Linked DNA regions of Danio rerio: region 1 is linked to region 2. The links are chromatin contacts, called in public Hi-C maps. All regions are on one chromosome and are shown on one strand. Each heading gives the region's core, a stretch centred on a gene start, on an enhancer-like site or on the middle of the called end of the contact. The rest is flanking DNA. Distances are from core to core; before and after follow the strand shown.

Region 1 (6,852 bases), core at 2,283-4,782, 250 kb before region 2:
CACTTTAGAGCTAGTATTGAGTGATTCTCTAGGGTAATGTCTAAAGTTATGAAAAAACAGGTCATTTTTGCTCACATTTTAAGATTATAAGGCTGAACGGCATGAAATGTCATCAGTCTACAGAGATTCCTCAATATGTCTCTGCTGCAATCGGGATTTCACAATAATTAACCCCAAAAAAGCTAGAGCAAAGCAAACACCGCCATTTTCTGGTATAAATAGGAATTCTGGAATAGGAATATGGTATAAATAAAGCAATACAAACTAAAAAAGAAAGAGATCGAATGTCACTTACCTAATTTATTCAGCTGTAGTTTAACACTTAGAAAATGCTGTTTTTCTTTCCTAAGGACTTTGTTTGCCAGGTCTGTCGCCATCTTGTGGCGGAACGTCAATTGTCATTTTCTTTGGTCTGCTCAGACAGGTTGATGCCAGCCAATGCACTGAATTTGATGCTCAGAAATTTTTTATTTGGCACTAATGGTGTGCTGATTTGGTTTAAAACACATGCACATTTATGTATTTTAATTCGTCTCTGCGTCTTAAGTGCAACATTCTCACTTAAGAATAAGATAAAATAAAATGAATTGTATTTCTCCAGGTCTTTACTTAGAATTTTTATAAAACATCATGACACCCTATAAAAAATATAGGCTACAATATGTTTTACTTTAAAATGAACTTTACGGAATGTGTCTCCATTTTTTTTATTGGGGTTTTAAAATTAAACCTATAAGATTGACATTGCGACTTTCAGTTTGTTAAGCCTACATAGGAATTTCTAATAAAAACAAACAGCTGTGTGCAATTTAATAACTCTATGACAGGAGCTACATACACTATCTATGATTAGAGATTACTCACAACTAAGGATTTTCAGCAAATGAACATTTTGCCTTCCCACAGTGTAAAATAAAAGTAAAATATGATCAATAATTCATGACAACATGTGTTTATGTTAACTATTATACCTTATCCAACAAAGTGAATCATGTTCTTAATTTTTTCACAAATCTCAGTCAGTGTGAATGTACCTTAAGGCTTGTCAACACAAATTCCTCCACTTCCTGCATTTATAGATTGCACAAAAAGCCATGTTGTTGTTTTTTTTTTTTTTTTTTTTTTTGTAAAATTAGATTTCCGTTCATGTGTAGTTTGTTGTTTTATTGTTGTACTTTGAAGTGTTGTTATTAGTGATACATAATAATACTGTCAGTATTAATATGCTGTAGCTAAGAGCTTTCAACCCCATTTACTGCATCTGTCATCTACACTGATGATTATCAGCGTACGTTGAATTAGAAAATACAGATCAGGCAGTTCAGTCCTACAGGAGGAAAGAGCTTTTTTAAAAGCCACAATGCAAACATAAGGATAGAAAGAGTGAGAGTAATCCTCCAATTGCATTCATGCCACACTCAAAAACTCAGAGAGAATAAAATGAGCTCAAGGGAACTGATTGAGACTTTACATTTAGCATTTTAGGACTATTTTTGTACTCATTTTTGTCATATTAGTAAAAAAGGTAAAAGCACCATTTCTGATGTAGCTTGACAGCTTACTGTTTATGAGCAACAGATCAAGTTAATATGTGCATTTTTACCCTTCTAACATTTTGTTTATTTTTGTCCCTTGGACAGATCAGTATCTACAAAGGCTGTCGAAATGATTCTGCAATAGTGAATTAAAATATTTGAAACAATTAAAAAACAAACACTGTATGTTAGGGATGCTATATACATTATCATGAATACATTTAGTGATCATGGGTCAAAGACAATAACATTCTAATAAAAGCTGTATTTATTTTATTTATTTATTTATTTATTTATTTATTTATTGAGTCGATTCATACAACCAATAAATTGTAATTCAGTTTACCAATATTTTACATACCAAAAAATAATAAAAATAATGATATTAATATTGTCTGGCATATTTAGAAACACATTGTTGCACAATTAAAGATTTAAAGACCGCCATCTATAAGCAATACGTTTTAAATAATATGAATATATAGCACTTAATATGATCACTTTTGCTTTTGTATGTTTTAGTAAGGTTAGACTAACCCCTGGTTCCATAGACATGGCTTAAGGCTTGTCCTAGACTAAATTGCAGGCATGAGGTTTTTTACTTGTAAAGAACTTAGTGTGACATATCTTTAAATATATAGATGAAATAGTTTTGTCTGAAGATGCACACCAGTAATGTGTTTTCAGTTTTGTATTTTTTAAACAGTTTAAATACCCTAACTAAATTAAACTAAGACCTAGTCCTGACCTATCTAGCTAACTCGTGAGACCAGGCCTATGTTTATGATGCATTTCACCCAGGTTTTTACAATTTTGTTTTCTCAAAAGTTATTTGAAAACATTAACGGAAAACTCCATATTTTTTTTTAGAAAGAGGCTCATTTTACGCACAACTTCCCAAGAGGTCTGGCTGCAGACCTGGTGCAGTGCAATCTGAGCTGCATGCAATGCTTTTTAATGGGCTAACCTAACCCAACCCCTAACCCTACCCCTCACTAGCTCCATTGAGTGCATTGTGTCTGGCATTGCATGTCTGAGATATGCAATCTAATGTTGCATCATCAAGGCTGCATTCAGATATTATTCACATGGGAGTCAGTTACTCTAACAAGGAGGCTAAAGAACATGGCCTCTAGCATCTGTCGCTAGAGCACCCTTTTTTTTTTCTTTTTTTTTTTAAGTGGTCAGAGGAGTGAGGTTTACCTACATAGCACTTCATTAGCTTAGCATAAATAATAGAATCAAATTAGACCATTAGCATCTTACTCAATTTTATAATTCTTAGTATTTATAAAAAGCTTGGTACTTCTGTATTACAAAAATAAGGAAACTTTTCCTATCGCTCTTACTAACCCAATGTATTTTTCTTTTAAATTGTCAAGCTTAATTATTATTTTATTTAATCTTTTTTTTTTTTGAGCAAGATGCTAATAGGCTAATTAGATTCAATGATCTATGCTAAGCTCACCTAAATTTGCCGTAGAAACATGGATTCAAAAATGGTCAAAAATGACCTTGTTTAACCCTAGCGAAGTTGTAAAATAAGCCTATTTCTAATGATATTTCTAAATAAAAAGTGGAGTGTCCCTTTAAGTAGACACTTAGCAAGCATTTCAAATGTCTATTTTTAAGTATGACTTACTTTAATTAATCAAAAACACCTAAATGAGAATTATTTTTCTTTTTTGATCTTATCATCAGCTCTACACAGAATCTAAATGATTTTAATCCAAATTGTTGTTGTTGTTTTTTGTCTCTCTGTAGTACACATCCAGTATGAGAGCCAAATACCTGGCCAACACCCGACCTGACCCCAACAGCAGCTCCGCAGCAAACTAGAAGAACAGCATCTCTTTTCCGAACAGTCTACAGCTCCCACTCGCACCACATCTACTCCCACTCTCCCAATTCAGTTTCACCCCAGGCCCACCATCCAGCCATGCTGATCTCTGACGTGTGCTCTTCAACCCAGCGGATAAAGGACGTCCTTGATTCATGTAAATACTGCTGTCGGAGGAATGTTCCAGATGGCCGGTTCAGTTCAGGCAGCTAGTTCATCCAGTATGTGTGTGTGTGTGTTTGCATCTGTATGAACCACATTACTTACAGATAGATTGAGTGACATGCATTTGTGTGTGTGTGTTCATTTATGCTGCCCTTGCGCAATTGTGGTGCTCTTGCCAGAGGTTCAGAAAGCTCCAGAACTGAAGGACTGGATATGGTTTAATGCCCGTACATTCCTGCATGGCCTCTGTTCTCTGAAGAAATGTGACCTTCTCCATTTGCCACATGCCGAATCTACAGTTTACATCAGTGAAGTCTACTGTAATATAACTGAACCAGTCTCTATCTCAATAGGATGATGAACTCTGAGCAGTGAGAATTTAGCCCAGGTTTGAGTTGAGGTCTTCTTTGATAGCAGTTTTAGGGATGAGGATTGATGGTTATTACAGTGAAATGGTGTGAGAAATAAGGCCAGAAACATGCTTTATGCTAGTGCACGAATGCAGACACAACAAATGTGTCAATTCAAAATGGTGTTTAATGCCAAGATTTATAATCTGAATTTTAATCAGAAAAAAAGCTATGGAAAAAATTAAATGACAACTTGAAAGCTATTGTTTTTTATATAGATTTAATGAATTGATTAGTTATGGCCAGTGCTTAATTTGAGATGGATTTTGCCGGATCCTGTTCCGGAAAATGTCTGATTTTCGTGTTTTGCGTTCCAGTATTTATTTTACAGGATCCGGCATTAACTTGTGCATGGTAAATAGTCATCAAGTGCAAGTTAAAGCAAAACTCACGTTAAAATTTTGGCCCTCTACAAAATTTTCAGCTAAACGGCTTTCTTATGTTTGCAGTCACTCTTATTGGTTGGTCATTGTTTCGCGTGCAGTGAAAATAACTAATGGCATAGTGGCCAACATAAAGAATATTTGTATTTTCAAAATGGCAAAGAGGCAGTCAGGCATATATTCATTTTTTTAAAACCACAAGTAAATCTGATATAGGGCCTGATCAAACGAGAAGATGAAACTGCGTGAATGGATCAGGATAGCAGGAGACAGAAGCAAAGTCAGCCAGAAAACATGACAGAAGAGGTAACTGTAGCTCTTCTTGTAGATTAGACTGGGTGAGTCTTTTAATTATTCTTTTTTCACTTTGCACATAATAGTGATGTGAACTGAATATTGATTGTTCGTAAGATTTATGTTTGTAGCTACATGTTTTTATTATCCATGACTGACCCATAATGTTATGTGGTACAAAATAAAGTTCAGAAAAAGGATGCTCTTTTTAAAATACGAGTGCTATCACCATTTAGTGATGTCATGTTCCGGGGAAACTAAAATTGTGTGGTGGAAGTCGGTCACTGTACTTTTATTTTCAGGCTTTGCTCTGGGAATTATTCATTTAAAAATTAAGCACTGGTTATGGCTTTGAGTGTGTTTTATTCTTTAATGGTCTGATGACATTCCTCTAAATAAAAATATTGTCATTTAGAGCATTTCGTTTATAAATGATTCCATTTCTGGTAATTTAATTTTTTTTAGGGTTTTGTTAATTTTTAACTGCAAAAATGCGGTAAAAAATGCTCTAAATGAAAAGATTTTTTTTTTTTAATTTGAAAGAAATGTCATCACTGCTACAGATTAAAAGACTACATTTTACTCATAACTACACATGTAACTATACATCATAAATACAGAGAAACTGAGACTTTTCAAGTGATCAAGATTAATTTCTTTTAATCATTTATGATTTAATATAGTCCACTATAGTAAATGATAATAAGTGAGCGAATGCATTGTGCTTATTGAAATCTATTGAGTCCAAACTAATCGCAGTATAGTACACTATATGCATATGTAGAGTGGTTTCAACCACAAACATTTACTTTTTACAGAAATAATTAATCTAATATCTAATATGACTGTTGGAAGATTCTGCAAATGTTGCCTTAAAAACATTTTGTGCAGCATTCATGACATGCTCTACCCAATACTGTTTTTGTTTATGTCAGTACAGCAGTTGTTACAAGTCATGACTAAAAAGTCTATTTACAAGTTAAGATTATTATAATTTCATTATTTCACTAGGTGGAATCCTGCAATTATGCTAATTAGGACATGAATATGTAATTTGTGTCGTAAAGTGATATGATACAATAATTGAAGCTAACATTAGAATAGCTAGCATTTGCATGAAAATGTGTACTCTTAACAGTTTGTATTCGGGTGTTGAACTCCATACTGAAGGTGGCGGTTGTGAGTGCCAGATGTGTTTTCATTCAAGTAGCTAGCTGTTAACATCTTCAGTTAATGTGTCATACCTCAGTTTGTGTGTTGATGTCATGCTCTGGCATTAGCATTGTTAGCTTTTGCAATCCTGCACTAGTCTATAGTCTGTTTCAGGCCTTTATATGTAGTTGTGAGGAGAAGAATGCTTTGGATTCTGTCATCTCATTTTCAGGCTTGATTTTCGGTGGAAAGTTATGGTTTCTAGATGCCGTGCTTTTGAAATGCTTGGTTTTCCCCTCAACACTCATGAATTGCATTTCTTGAAAAAGGAACAATACTAATAATATCCACTGCCATTACTGGAAAAACCTGGACAAACAGAGCTGGACTGGCCAGCCTGGCGAAGAAGACGTTGAGGAAGCTTGATCAGATTGTTGAACAAACTCTGATGATCTGGATTTTGACCAAACGCTGATGATCAGGACGACCACAAACTGCTCTCGCATTCAAGTATTTTCAACTTCTCGCTGTCTGAGATGTGGAAATCTGAGTTTCCTAGTCTGATGCTGATGCTGGAACATCTGAACATTAACCTTTGAGACACTGGGACCAGTTTGGATGATTTTGTCATCGTTTATCTCTTCAAAACAAGAAGCTGGGAGGATTTCATTGTACTGTACGCAGTGTAAACTGAACGTTTTGCTGATCAGTTGAGTCCTCAGGGAAGGGGATGCCAGTATGACAGGAAGTGAAGTCATCTGTGGCCTGTCTTTTTATTACTACTTTTTTTTCTTTCTTCCCTTCAAAGACACAAAAGAGAGGTCGCATGCCTCAGTAACTTTTGCTGTAATTAAGTGTGACTGTCAAAAGCCCACAGTTTCCTGGGCTTGTTGCTTCTGCACCACAAATTGCTTTCATTACCAGAATTGAGGGGAATCTTGCCATCCCAGAAGAAGACATTAAAGTGAAGTGCCGTCACCGAATATTTTCCCCTTGGTGAGAGAACAGACGGCTGGCATATGATCAGGGTGAACTCTCTTCCTTTCTGAAGTTACAGACAGAGTTTAGTATGA
Region 2 (6,101 bases), core at 364-2,863:
AGGAGGGCACTGCACTTTTGAATGGCAAACAATGGAGAAAGCAATGTCTGCAATTACAGAACCTATCTGGAGGAGCTAACTGGATCAATCTAACTAATCTAACATTGACCCTTCGAACTGGAGTCATGTGAAAGAGCCTTCATTAACAGCATCATGTGAAAGAGCCGCACATTAAGAACCAGGCAGCAGGAACTCCTATTGCCCCTGTTGATTGTGCTGTGAGAATCGTTTCAGCACCCTGATAAAGTTGATGATCAATGCATTACTCATGTAAAAGCTTCTCTGGTTTGGAATATCCAAACAGTTTAAAGTCAGCTTCATAGAGCCTGTACAGCTCTTTTCTGGTTTCTAAAGGTATGTTGGCGAACCAGTCCTGCTCCCAACTGCTGACCGTTCTGTTGCGATGGCTTTCTGGGAACTCGACGATATTGTCTACGCGGAGAATACGCAACAAGTGCTCAGCGTCCTCATCCAAAGTCTCCAGCTTCCCCACGAAATCATAATTTATCTGGCAGGGATGGCACAAACGGTACATTTGTCTCCAGTGCTCGTTGAAAGGCATCTCTTTCTCAGTGCTAGGATCCAATAAATACTGAACGAAATTTGAGAAAGACGGTCGAATTCCTGCGGCAAAGGCGTCCACTACTGATGCCGGTGGATCGGTGTAATTGCTGTATTTTTTTAGCATGACATGAGCGAATCTCTTGTAGAAGTCTTCGTTCTCTTGTTCGAATTTGTTGCGATAGGCAGAAATCAGTCGTACAAAAGGGTCCCGCACAAACAAAAACTTGGTGTATTTCTTGAGCTTGATTTTCATGAGGTGCCGTGAAAACTTTCCATAGCGCTTCCAGAACTTGTTGAAGGTGAAGTGCAGGCTACTGTTGTGGATGAGCTCCTGAGGAACATCTAGAGGGTCTTGGTAGGGCACACCATCCACTAGCAGGCTCTCACTCAGCACAATCATAATGCGCTTCCAGTTTGTGCAGGCCACCTTGGGAACGTAACAGTAGATAATCCCATGCCTGTCGTCCACGATGAGGTGATCCAACTCTTTATTGGGAATGTCGTCAAAAGTTCTGTTCTTTCCGGGGAAGTCAAAGACGCTTTTGTTGCCGCACACATCCTGGATCAGCTGCTTTCTATTTTCCTGCTTTTGCTTTTTCTCAGGATCAATGGGGGACAGATGGATCTTCCACTCTCGTCTCGGGACAAATTTCTCATCTGATTTCTCAGAGGACTGATTGTGAGGTTCTCCAGGAGGGGGTTCTCCTCGCACCTGTTCTGTAGGGTCTGCGGTTCCTTCTAGAAACTGGTTGACAAATGCATCTATGTCCGTCAAGAACGAGCTCTCCTTGTCTTCCTCTACTTTCTTTTCAGGCCCACGACGGCCCTGTGGAGAGAGGCGTGACGGATGGGGTCCGGAGATGGTAGTGTGCAAGTAAAAATTAGAGGCCCCCACATCATCCCAGTATATGATTATAAGAAGGATCATGAAGACGGCACCCACAATCATGAAAATGCGGAATAACCTTGACTTTCCCATTTTGGTAGATTTTGATTGAGAAAGAGCCATTCTCACCTCAACTCCATTATACAAGCGACTGCCCAGACTGCATTCATCATTCTCTGAAGTAAAAGGAAACAAATCAGAAAAGGGAAGTCAAGACTGTGGCTGACATATGTGGCACAATCTTGTGGTTCTCATTACACAACAGACAACTAACATTTTAGATTCTCTTTATATGATAAAGCATTCAAACTTCCTTCTGACTGGTTAATCATGACTGAGCATTCTATTTTAGTATAATAAAAAACTATATTTCATCACTTACCATGAAAACACAGTGGTGCTGTGTCAATTTAAATTGTTAGCTTAAAAAGCTAGAATAAAATAAAACACACATATTTTACCTCAATTTAAATTCAATGCTAATTGCTCATTTTAGGTGGTAAGAGTTGACAGATTTCACCAGAAATTGAGGAACATATGACCGTCTCTGATCATCTCTCTCACCTTTTTGTTTTTTCAGGTGAAGACAAAATTTCATCTAGTAGAAAACATTAGACATGTTTAAAATGTTGAGGCAAAATTAGATCACGTTATATCATCAATATTTTGTGTGTTTCATAAAAACAAGGCACATGATCATACCTGAGGTGGCTGTTATTCTCAGTCGTTTTGTAGCAAATGAAGCTACATTTACACTGTTGGTTCAAATAAGATTATATGCGTATACAAATGGAATCTTATGTAAACAACTTACTGTCCAAACTCTGAATCATATGGAGCCAGATCAGTCTCATAAAAGTTTTACAAAATAATTAATAAATTCATAACATAATTTATAAAAACACAAATCCAATTCAGAATAGACCCTTTACTCATTTCCTGGTTTCTCAGTAGCAGAAGTAGTCATTGTTAGGTAAACTTAGAGTTGAGCTAATTGGAGAATACAGCAATTTTTTTTTTTTTTTACAATTGTATTTGCTGAAATAAAAGAAAAACTCCATGATGGTGTTAAGACTGATGACGGCAACCAGACGACAGAATAACATCAAATTTACTCACAGCCCCATAAAAACATTAGAAACACCTCACCTAAGTGATAATTACTTTTTTTTTTTTTATTTGACACAAAGGTGATATAATACATTCATAAATACAGATAAGTTCTAATGTCTTTTTTCGAAAATCTAATTACTAAAATCTTTCAAGGATTTAAGATTATGATGACCGTTAAATGCGTCATAATAGTCTTGTGAAAGGGTCCATTTCAAAATCCAAGTAGTAAATTCAAAACACAGTTTATCAATACATAAATCTAATTTGTAAATTAAAAAAACTGTTCATAAATACACAAATATAATTTGTAAAGTTAAAAAACTGTTCATAAATACACAAGTCTAATTTGTAAATTCAGAACAATTCATAAATACACAAATCTAATTCAGAATTTCAAAATCAAATTCATAATTCAAAACACAATTCATAAATATACAGACTCAATTAATTTGGGCAAATGTTTATTCCTTTTACTTGTGAATTCACAAATTGGTTTTGTGCATCTATGAATTTACATATTGGATTTTGTACATATGAATTGTGCTGTTACTTTTGAGACTGATCTGGCTCCATAGCATCACAATTGTTAAAAACTTAATTTTGCATCCTGAGGTGCACTTTTTCTTTCCCGAACATCTGAATTGGATTTCTGACAATGGTACTGTGTTGGTATACATATTATACATTTTAAAAAAATTCAGAAACAATGTTTGCAATGCAGACACTATCTTACAAAATAACATGTTTCCTTTGTGCTGGATGACGTCTCCTTAAGCAGCAGCAGAAATATATAATGCTAGCATGTGCAGCTTCATTTCCTGCTACCATCTTCAGTGGCCTAATTATTCTTAGAGCTTTATAGACCACAGACAAGCAACTTATTGTAACTTTCCACTCAACTTACAGCAAAAACACTCAGCATGTTTTCCTAAAATAGTGTTTGATTATTTTACATTTTATGTAGTGTGAGTCAAAAATTAACAGTACCCAAATGTTGTGCAACAGATTTCCAGAAATATGACTTAAATATTATTATAAACCACATATGATTGTAGATTCTCCTTGGATTAAAACAAAAGGCAGAGAATCTGAAGGAGATTTTTAGGTGGAAAGTGATTTTTAAAACTGTGTAGTATTTTCTAGCCTTAAAGAGAATGTGCTAATTTAAAAATAGAAACGTGGAAATCCTTTAATTTACTCACCCCTCAGGCTAAGGCTGCACGATATATTGTTTCAGCATTGATATCGCAATGTGTGCATCTGCAATAGTCACATCGCAGGATATGCAATGTTGGTTTGGATTATAGTTGATCAGCACCACAGTTAAGAATGCCTGAGAATTGTTGGGTAACTTCAAAGTGTAACTAAAACAGAGTGAAAATGTATCATTTGCATGTGTTTTGAAAGCATTTCAAGAGAGATTGAAGCATTTGGGGAGAAAAAGAACAACATTTGTAACTTTGAAGAAACAATAATTCTTCTTTTTATTAATACAATAAAGTCTATACATTGCTATTTAACATTTTACAATTGATTTGAATATTCTGTACTTGAATTCTGTTTGACACTCCAGAAAACCATAACGCTGTTTGTTTTACTTTTTTCTTTGCTCTATTACCACCTCAGAAAAAAAAAAGTGTCTCTCCATGTACCACCATAATGACCAATATTGAAATACAGTAGCGTAGTAGGCCTTATTAAGCAGCTAAAGCTCTGCAGAGTTCAAAAACCAGGCAGATTAATTACTATTATTATGAATACTTATTATTGTGAAACACTTTAACCATTATAAATAGTTTGAACATTAACACTGTACTGTGCTTACAGGAAAAAAATAAATAAAATGTCAACATTTAAATTAAAATGTGCTTTTAAAAGTTAATAAAAAAATAGCTCTGTTCTTAAAAAGTAAAAAAAGAAAACTTCTGTGCGTAAATGTAAAGTATTATCATAAAGCAGCTTATTCATCAAAACCTGCAAATGTTCCTTGGACCTTATAAATATAGGCTGTATGCCATCATATTCATATATAAACTCTTTTGAAATCTAAACATTAGTGTGTATTTTAAATATACCATTTGAATTTAAATATTTAATTTAGAAATTAGACCTGCTCACTGAGCATAAGAGTAGGCTTTGTGTGCCAGAAAAGCAGGTGATTAAACTAAACCCATCAACATTGGGATTATATATAAATACGGGATGTGCCCCCAACAACCGTTACAAATATGGGGAGGAAATTAGCTTCAAATGATAGAATACATTAGAAAAATTTTAATAAAATAAAAGGTTTATCCTTTTAAAATCAATTTGCTGATCACATCGGTGTTAGTATACGCATTAAAGGGTTAAAGCGTGTTTATTTTTTACTTTAATTATTCAGTGATTCCTCTGCGTACCACTAGAAGGAAGCCTGTGTACCACTGTTTGACAACCACTGCTCTATTGTATACATTGTTGCTTGCAATTTGTTTATTTTTTGTCCATGATTCATTCCCCAACAAAACCACCATAATCAGTCTAAATTCAAGATTTCTTCCCCAAAATAGTGCTATTGAACCATCTGTTAAAACTGCATTCATATCGCTATACATATCGCATAAAGATATTGCAATGTCTGATTTTATTAAATATTGTGCAGCCCTACCACAGACCATCTAAAATGTGGGTGACTTTCTTTCTTCAGTGCAACATTTATTGTTTTGAGTGCATACAGTACAAAATGTAACAATGATGTAATAACAACAATGTAAAGTTTCCAGCATAAAACATTTGTTTGGCTTTATAAGACCTCTGTGTGTCCTCATTTATTTTGTTTTGCCTATACTTTTTATGACTCTCAGAGTGTAGGTGGTCATTGAGCTGGATTTTATGAATCACCAAGGACCACTTTCAACTAAAATTCTTCTTTTATGTTCCACTTAGGGGGGGGGGGGGGGGGGGGGGGGGTATGGGAGACATATTGGATGGCCTGGGTGCAAATAAATTACTTGTCTATTATTTGTCCATTCACATGGGCTCAATTATTTTATATTTTTTTGTGATTTTCTTACCAAGTCTACAGACTTCTCCATCTCTTACAGATTTGCTACATTGCAGTGTATAGTATGCGGTCTTTGCAGATCTTTTACTTAAGGTAAACATTTGAACATTCATGCACATATTTATCTGGGAAATATCAGTCAGGCAGCTGTTATCACAAAATAAACTCAGGCAGGGTTTGTTTAACCATAATAACTGGCTCGACTGAACATTATCCCTTACATAATGTAGAGGGATTTTTAGTTTAAACAGATTTATTTAGTAAGTAATGTAACCCCTACCAAGAGTTACTCCGCCACAGGGCTTTTAGATGACCCAGAAAATGTTTACAGGGCACTCACAGAATAACACAAAGACATCAAATATTAATGTGATTATTATCTTACTTACAGGAAAGTGCAGGGGGAGAATATGAACACATATTACACAGGAAACCAACAGCAATTTCCACCAATCATAGTATTGTTGAAGAACAACCATCTGGTGAAAACTGGCG

What was found. A called contact is a pair of places that touch in the nucleus more often than the background predicts.
Region 1: a Hi-C map of embryo shows a contact between it and region 2, with 2.5 times the contacts expected there. The contact joins the enhancer-like site here to the promoter of chst12a in region 2. A contact is called at or near these places in 4 of 18 Hi-C or Micro-C datasets (caudal fin, embryo, hematopoietic stem cells and 1 more) and 2 of 4 datasets of contacts at active chromatin or transcription factors (embryo and gastrula embryo).

What each region holds. Positions count from the first base shown.
Region 1 is chr3:40,982,256-40,989,107 of GRCz12tu, reverse strand. It overlaps ttyh3a (tweety family member 3a), which reads left to right. Exons shown (of 14, transcript XM_679082.10): 14 at 3,300-4,841. The coding sequence ends at 3,374. Among named protein-coding and RNA genes, the nearest start is that of lfng, 45 kb to the right of the region's middle. Within about 2 kb of position 3,532, at least 7 of the 62 cell types and tissues checked have an H3K27ac peak or open chromatin away from gene starts, as enhancers often do. A contact at or near this core is called in gastrula embryo, where this site is marked.
Region 2 is chr3:40,731,849-40,737,949 of GRCz12tu, reverse strand. It overlaps chst12a (carbohydrate (chondroitin 4) sulfotransferase 12a), which reads right to left and starts at 1,613. Exons shown (of 1, transcript NM_213547.2): 1 at 238-1,613. The coding sequence starts at 1,573. The coding sequence ends at 263.